Regions from separate parts of the Mus musculus genome. Here region 2 is linked to region 1. Evidence: chromatin contacts called from public promoter capture Hi-C data. All regions are on one chromosome and are shown on one strand. The core of a region is the stretch at or near the end of the contact, and the rest is flanking DNA. Distances in the headings are between cores, read along the strand shown. Region 1 holds the start of Map9 (microtubule-associated protein 9). Region 2 holds the start of Gatb (glutamyl-tRNA(Gln) amidotransferase, subunit B).

Region 1 (4,582 bases), core at 487-2,986:
TTATTCTACATTCACATTTAAGTTCATTCACCCAACTTTACTCTAAGCCTACGCTGTACAACGTACCCACGTCATCAGACTCAGCGCAGAATTGAGCCATTTCCTCGGGACTGGTAAATAAATAGGAAGTGACTACTAGTATTAGATAGATTAATTGCAGGTTACAATCTTCGCTAAATGCTAATGAATGATAGGGGCATCAATTTAATTGGATTTACTAGAAACTGACATTCTGTTACAGATGCCTACATTTTGAGGGAGGGAAGTGCTTAGGTTTGACAAGCATGACAGGCTACTTTGATAGCCTACCACTGAGGCAGACCCTCAGCCTCAAACTGGTCCTTGAAGTGTATTACAGAGATGGGCATAATGTGATAAACACGGGAACAAGAGTTGGATGCAGCATTGGCACAGTCAGACCTTGTGACGCTTACGACAGAAAACCAAAATCTAAAGAGAGCCAAGCTCTGAAGTCGCTCTTTGGCTTGCAACTTAGAAACCAAATATTGAAGACAGGATCCTACAGAGAGGGGTGTTTCAATACTGGAGCCCAAAGTTGACAGATGACCTACAACACACTAACAGTGAAGCAAGAACTCCTCCCACGTCATGCCAGATCTTGTGAGAACCAGCAAGGGCTAGGCAGCAGCATAATCAAAACCAAATGCTTTGCAGCGTTTTACCTGAAAGGAAGTTCTCTTGGTAGCCTTTGGACTCTTGGTGTACGCCAAAGTTGTGCTGAAGATTTCATCGGACATGGTGTGTCCTTTTTCTCTGCTTTTATACAACAGTTAATAAATTACTGAAATAATTCATTCAACCTCTGATGGTGGCTGAAATATACATATAAATATTTTAAAGAATTAGACGTTTTTACATGATCAAGACACTGTTCCTGGGATTAGTGCCCCACAACCCCGCTCCAAAGAGAAATCGCTCTAATCATTGTACAATATATTCACCTAAAAACGTTAAGAGCGTTTTATGTTAAGTACATAAAAATTTCACAACAAATTGGTTTTCACGAAAAGAAAATCCATGAGGAAGTTATTACTGTTCTACATCCACTAGAAGGATGAATGAACTACATAATAACAAAATGTTGCCAAACAATTTCACTTTCCATTATTAAAAACACACAGCATTGCGGACGCCACCACGACTTAGTTCAAGCTGCAACCAAGAGGACTGTCAAGGTTCCCAGCCCCGGAAATGGCTTGCACATAACAGTATTCAAAACGATGCTTAACCACAAGCAGCAGCGACATTTTCCCAAACCATTCGTTTGCTGTTACACACACATCTCCACACTAAGTTGCAGCACATCAGGCTTCCAGCGCGCGACGTCGGAGGCCCATTTGGATCGCCGGCCACCGCCCAGAGCTCCCCGGGCTGGCCAGGCGGCGTCCGCATCCCAGCTCCGCGCGGCTCCCGGCCCAGCACGCGCCAGGGCCCCGCACACCCAGCACGGTCCCCTCCGTTCCTCCACGTACCACGGCCCGCGCCTCCTGCATCCACCCCGCTCCCCGTGCACCCGGGCCCCTGTGACCACCTGAGAACCCAGCGGCTATGCTCTAGCACAGGTGTCGCCCCCGGCCCGGGCCTCGCGGTCTGGGAAACCAGGTATTGGAATAACCTGGAGGCGGGGCAAAAGATGGAGGCAGAAGGCGGTTGCTAGGCAACAGCGTCCCCGGGAGGAAGTGACTTCCAACCGCCTGGTCTCTTGGGTACCCAACACCGCCTTTCCGCCGGCGTCGCTGGGACAACCGCACAGACCAAGGAAGTGACATCACTGGTGGAGGTGTTGGGAGCGCGGTGCCCTATCAGCTTGTGTGCAATGGCTGTTACCTAGGAAACAAGACCGGCCCTCTGCCATCACGCCACAAGGAACCTTGATTGCCCCTGCTCAGAGTCCTTGTTTATAGGCAGGTATTGCGTGACCACGATGCAAAGCTTCCTTTTGCTAGTTAGAACGTGGAATGCGTGAGTCAGTGCAGTGTCAGCGGACTCAACAGAACGACGTAGTAGTGACGTTTGCAATCGTCGGAGTTAAACTGCACGTTTGATTCTTGGAATATGCAAAATAAGATCTCTATGATTTGATAAGAAACTAATAAGACTGTCTCCTTAAAGGATTGCAGTGAATACCGAATACAATATATAGCGAAATATTGGGAAATGTTTAGAATCGCATTCAGTTAATATTACATAGGAGCGTTTCTTGTAAGTAATGCAGTTGGGGGGGGGGGGGCGGAGGAGGAGGAGGCAGAGAGTAGGGGTAGGGGTGTGTGTGCTAAAGTATCCCATAAGCACACACAGCCCAGAGCCTGTTTTACATCTTTGGTGAAAAGTTTACCCTTTCTATATTTAGTAGATAATCTGGTTAAAAAGAAGTCAGCAAATAAAACACAGGGGAGAAGGCTGGAAAAAGTACTGCTGACAGTATCACTATCTTTGCCATTTAATAATTTATTAATACACAAAACACTTAAACTTTTAAAGTTACACAGACTTCATCTATTTTTAACTTGAAAAAGGTATGTCGAAATCAATTCATTAACAAGTGACTAAACTTGTTTCTGTATCTCCACAATGTTTCTTTTAAAAAATAACCCTGACAAATAGATCTTTAAATACACAAAAACAAATATGAAGTTCAGTGAGAAAAAGGTTTCTAAGTAATATTTGCAATAACTCCTTTAAAAAGCCTAGTTTAAGTTTTTCAACTTGTTCTTGGTTGGTAAATTTGTTTTGGCTAATTATGTTGTTTTTAACTATTTTTAAGTGAATATCTGCATAAGGAAAAGATTTTCTATTTTCACCAGTTACTGTTAGCTTTTCTATCCTACATTTTATTAACATCTATGATTCTGATAAAGGCCCTGTACCCACGGCGGGTACCCAAATGGGAAGAACTAATTTTTAGATAATGTGTAAGGGCTCTATTCATTTGGTATTCATTTAACTGATATAACTTTAATGTAGGCATGACTTACAAAAATAAACTTACAACAACATCAATGATAGAGAACACTGAGTTCCCAGCTACCAATAGGGCCGGGTTGCACACAATGGGAATGGGTTTCGGATGGTTGTTTGCCACAAGCACAAAGTGAGAGGCTCTAAAGAGAATTCTTTCTAGCAGCAATTCAGTTGTTACACATGTGAGTTTGAGTTGAGTACTAAGTATGGGAGAGAAGGCTGGACCTGAAGTCCAGTATATGGACCCACCTAACCATGGTTTTGAGTGGCTCAGCACAGGAACTGCTTTTAGTTAGTGCTCAAGATAATTTACTGTCAGTGATTCTTCAGGTTGCCTTTTGGTTTTGGTGTGTGTGTGTCTTTGTGTGTGTGCATGTGTGCACCTGCATGAGCACCTGTGCATGCCTGCATGTGTTTGGGCAGGATATAGGGTAGACGAAGACCCCTTTTCATATCACAAAGAAATTGAGATGTGACTTTTATTCAGCAGTTCCTAATCCTCGCTTAGCACAAAGTTAGTTGTTCTGTGGCTTGTGGTACAGGTTAGAGATCAGAAAAAATTGTTTAAAGGAACAAGGGTCTGTGCTCACAATCATCATGGGAGCAGTCTATGGGCACTGGATGGTATGCTGTAAGACATGAGTCCCCACAGCTCTTGCAGGTTGAAGGCTGAGTTCAGATACAAGTTGCAGAATTGTGGGGGGAAGGCACTGTGGCCAGGGAGAGACTCACAAAGGGGAACATCAGAGTCACAAGGAAAGCCACCTCATTGTAGTGATCTGTGGTGACTTAAGTGTATTTTTTTCTGTATGTGGGAAAAACTTAACATCACTATTTGAAAGAAATATCAACATTATCAAAATTAAAATGGAGTCACTTTGGTCAACCTTAAACTTAAAAGCAAATAATGAGCCAGGCAGTGGTGATGCACGCCTTTAATCCCAGCACTTGGGAGGCAGAGGCAGGCAGATTTCTGAGTTTGAGGCCAGCCGGGTCTACAGAGTGAGTTCCAGGACAGCCAGGGCTACACAAAGAAACCCTGTGTCAAAAAGACAAAACAAACAAAAAGCAAACAATGCTTTGATGTTGTGAAAGAAGGTGTCTGCATGGTTGACTGATACCACTAAAGATGGCCATAACCCTCTGCTTCAGATGTCACCCAGACCAGAAGTACTTCTGCAAGACATCTGCGGCCAGCACCTATCTGTTCAGACTGGAAATGACATCCCACTTTTTATTAACCAGAGACTGAAGATTATTGTTTCAAAATACCCCATTTGGGTCCTGTTCTCCAAGGTCCTTTCATGCGTCCATAATTTACATGTTCAGATCACAATGTTCTGCTGTTACTAAACAAGTCCTTTTTTAATTTTGGAGAATCTCTCTGTTTTGAGAAAAGCAAGTTGATAAATATAACTATGTACTTTTGCATGTTACATAAAGATATGTTTTATACAGCAAGAGAAACATGATTCTTTATTGTAAAATGGAACTCACTTTGAGCAAACTGTCTTTGTCATTAGGTTTATGTGCTAAGTCAGTAGTCACTACAGATGCTGTTCTTGTTAGAAACGTGGTCTGAGTGGATACTAGAACATTT
Region 2 (4,103 bases), core at 459-2,958, 3.2 Mb before region 1:
TTACATTTGTCGCTAAATATAAATTCTTATAAACCTATATTTCCAATTATAATCTTGTGTTTTAAATTAAAATTTTATATGCTTATATTTTAAAATGTGTCATTTTATTGGTGAATAAACTAAATGTACCTTATTAGTTAATAAACACTAAGTAAATGACTCAGTAAATAATAAAAGCTTATCTTATCATTATTTGGGTTTAATACAAATGCCAGGATTCTAGTTCTAGAGAAATGATGGCTAAAGAATAAATTATCGCCCATATTTTGAGTTCATTGTTAAGAGCTTGTAGCTACAGAAGCAGGATCAGATACCATAGACTACCACAATATGGTATTCCTTAAAACCCGTGAAAAAGAACAGAAAACCATTAGAGGAAACTTTGTTTTCATCCACCAAGTCCCATCCAGTTCTTGAGATCTAAACTTAAATTTTTTTCATTTGTTCATACTTCACTGCTAGCAAATCTTTGTAAATGCTTACAGTGATATACTGTCTCTTATCTGAACAGCCCTACTCTGGTGAGCCAGTACTCCACTCTCTTTGGGGAATTAAATTCTCTATTCCTATGTATGTTCCTAGTCTTCACTTCTCCCTAGACATTTTCTATATTAGTCAGATTTTAATTCATGTGCATTCAGTTTTGTTTTAAGCAGTTCAACAGATGAAGGAATGAGAAAAGATTAATTCCTTCTTTCTAAAATTTGATAATAAAGCTTTCAAGAGAGAGGAAATAAACTAAGAAATTCAGAAATTCTGCATGTTCTAATTGCTAATCGAAGTATTTCTGCAGTTTCATTTCGTGGAAAGAAAATAGTCTAGTTTATGAAGAGAATAGAAAGGTGATGATTTTGGACATTTTTCTTCTCTTCTTCACTGAAATGCTAAAAAGAATGCCAACCTCAACAAAACAAAACTTTTTTAAAAATTGCCTTGTTGCTGTATTTTAAAAGAAGCTTTAAATCATGTACACGGAAGCAACTAACTGCTGTACAACATAAGCAATTCTTTATATAATCGGGGAAAGATTTCGTCAGTCGACTAACATCCTCCTGGGGTCTAGACAAATATGCCCACAATAAAACCACAGATAGCTAGTGCTTTCTGACTAATAAGACCTCTCCTATCTGGGGCTTTGTACAACGGCTATTTTCTGTCTTTAAATTATTGCTAGCCTGTAGTGACGCCAAATGCCCGCTACATACGAGCCAGAGTCTAGTGTCGCAGACCCCACACGAGTTAGTAGGGCAAAGTATTCCAGTCTTCTGTCTGAGAAGACGACTGGAGGAAACGCTATTTTACATTCGCACGTTGTCCAAATATGCCTACTTTAAGACAGAAGTTTTAAGTGTGAGGCTGAAGGTGGCAGGCCTGGTTTTGTGTTTTCATTTAGGTTCAGTTGCCCATAACACAGGTGACCACCCTCCAGCACACTAAAACCCTCAGGCTGGGCTGCCGGGGCCATTATCTTCGTTCTGCACTTCCACGAGACAGGCAAAAGTACGAAGAAGATATACCCTTTCCTCGGCTTCTGAGCCGTGTGGAGGGAAGGCTGAGCCACTGAACTCTGTCTCCTAGCCCAGTTGGATGTGGGCCCAGTCTGAGAGCCACTTCGGTGGCGGGAACCGCCATCTAGCCATGTTAAAGCCCAGCGTCTTCCAGGGAAACCCAAGCGCAGCATGGGCGCCGCCATAGCGTCGCCGAAGTCCCGGTCAGGTGACCCACCCTCCCTCTGCCGCGAGGCTCCCTGGGAAGCGTAGTTCTGGCAATGCGCCACAACCCGTGTAGCTCTTGACCGGAAGACTACTGTTCCCAGCAACCCAATTCAAAGGCTGCCGGAACTTTGTTAGGGAGGGGCGGAACCAAAGAAGTGGGAAGGTTGGTGGGTCCTGTGTGACTCCTCCTAGCGGGGAGTTGGAGAGCTTTGTGGCGGTAGAGCTTGTGTGTACTTTGACAGCTCTTTGAGGGAGCGCCAAGCAAGGAAGCCTCACCAAGGATTTTATACTCAGCTTAAGCCCGTGAGTTGAAACAAATGACCCTAACATTACCACAAAGGCTTCCTGGACCCTCCAACGCTTTTATTTTTTCTGTCTTGCTCGCACACCTCGCACACAAATTTGTGCATTATTTCAACTGATACTTATTTGCATGCCTGCTATATATACCTAGTTCAATAATAAGGCAGCATTGATATGCTAGAAAGAAAGACTTTGGGGATGTTATATTTTAAAGAATTGACATTTTAGGGAGAGGAACCATACAGAAAAACGTTTTAAAAATTGTTTTCATGTCCGAAAAAAATTTTTAAACTTTTATGTGCTTTTTACTTACTATTTTTCTTAGCCAACATCTGAAACAATTTCTTGTGTTAGAAAGCTTTGATAGAAAAAAAGACATCACCTCAATGGATTTCTTTTGTTGTTTGACTTCAGAACTCATCTTGGACTGGGCATATCCCTCAGTGGTACAGCATTTGCCTACCATGTAGAGATGCTAGGTCCCACCCTCAGGAAGGCAAAACCAAGCAGAGCCTTTCATATCCCTTGTTGAAATTCCAGGTGATTTTTTTTTTTATTTGAAAACTTAGTCTACAATAGTTCTTACTTTCATTGCCTGATTTTAATTGTCAACATAGTCTTAACAGCTATCTTTGATTTCAATGGATCCTTGTCTGGTATTTACCATAGTATTTCCAGAGTACAGAGTAGGCGCCTCAAGAATATATGAAGTAGTACAGTGCAGTGAATGTATTTGACAAATGGGGGCTGTTGAGAGGGTATGTTCTTTAGAAACGCAATAACAGATTGGGGTAGTGGTGAAGGGTAAAGTAAAACATATGTTTCTGGGAGATGTGCAAGGTGAGATTGAGGGACCTGATCGAGAGTTGGAGGTTCTGTACCTGCTCCTTGCTGACAGGTCCAGGACAGAGGAGAGAGGTCCCTGTCCCTCTGGGGTCTCTCCAGGGCTGAGCAGGATGGCGAGTGTCAACGGCCCAAAAGAAACACACAGAGTTGGGAGTCTTGTTGAAGCAGGAACTCAACTTTATGGAGTCAGCCTCTTGCTTATATAAGTTTGGAACATAGGGAGGCGGGTTTTGGTGGGGTAAGATGGCGTAGTGACTGACAGGGTCAATGGCAAAGCTCTACATCAGCAACGACAGGGCAGAGGCAGGGCCAAACAGGTCTTGCTGAGTCACCCCAATATGGAAGTGACTGAGACAGGTCTCAAAACTTGAGCCAGGCTTAGGCTCTCCCACAAGGCCGCAGAAACTCGAGCCAGATTCGAGTTTGTCCTCAAGGCCCAAACCAGGGCCAAAATGGGGCCCAACAGTTCTGACTTATGTGTGTAGTGTATGGTAAGGAAGCCAGAAAAGGAACCTATTCTCTGTGTGAACTTAGGTGCTTGGTTGCCTTGGAGATTTCCAAGAGGAGCAATCCAGTGGAAGTCACTGATGCCCAATTATAGAGAAAGAATAGATGTGTACTCTCTATATTCCACACTGATGTGTTGCAGTTATCGATCACTAACCTACAGATAAGACAGCTACAATTTAGGATCTGTTTCCATTAATATTTAGAAAACATTTTGGCATTTTATAATATGGTCACTCCATTTGGAAAAATAACCTGGGCTGGAGAGATAATTCAGTGGTTAAGAGCACTTTCTATTCTTCCAGAGGACCTGAGTTTGTTGGCCAGCACTCATGTCCAGAGTCACAACAGCCTGTAACTCCAACTCCAGAAGAGCTGGCACCATCGTCAGCTTTCTGCAGACACCACACACAGCACTCCCCTAACCATGTCTCTCTCATACATACATTTAAAAATAATTTTTAAAACTTGATTGACATTTACTTATTCTATATTTTTTCTTTTTTATCTACTTCCCATGAGTAATCTGAATTTTACTTTCATATAACTAAAGAAGAAAATGAAAGTGCATGGAACACAAAGGTGAAAACGTTTCAAAATGTATCTCTAATTAGCTCCTTTCATTCTTTGGGTCCTTGATATATGGGTGTCTTTCTTGTGAGTCCCCATGTTTCCTACATTAGCTATATATGGGTTTCCTTTTTCTTCTCCCTTAACTCCTCGAGTGGGTTT

What was found. Promoter capture Hi-C pulls out the DNA fragments that hold promoters and counts their contacts.
Region 2: a promoter capture Hi-C map of pre-B cells shows a contact between it and region 1, with 9 times the contacts expected there. The contact joins the promoter of Gatb here to the promoter of Map9 in region 1. A contact is called at or near these places in 1 of 39 promoter capture datasets (pre-B cells) and 2 of 484 Hi-C or Micro-C datasets (CD4 T cells and pre-B cells).

Annotation. Positions count from the first base shown.
Region 1 is chr3:82,355,226-82,359,807 of GRCm38.p6, reverse strand. Map9 (microtubule-associated protein 9) reads right to left here and starts at 1,736. Exons shown (of 14, transcript NM_001081230.1): 1 at 1,553-1,736; 2 at 684-833. The coding sequence starts at 758.
Region 2 is chr3:85,571,734-85,575,836 of GRCm38.p6, reverse strand. Gatb (glutamyl-tRNA(Gln) amidotransferase, subunit B) reads right to left here and starts at 1,708. Exons shown (of 13, transcript NM_144896.4): 1 at 1,518-1,708. The coding sequence starts at 1,693. It also overlaps Gm3740.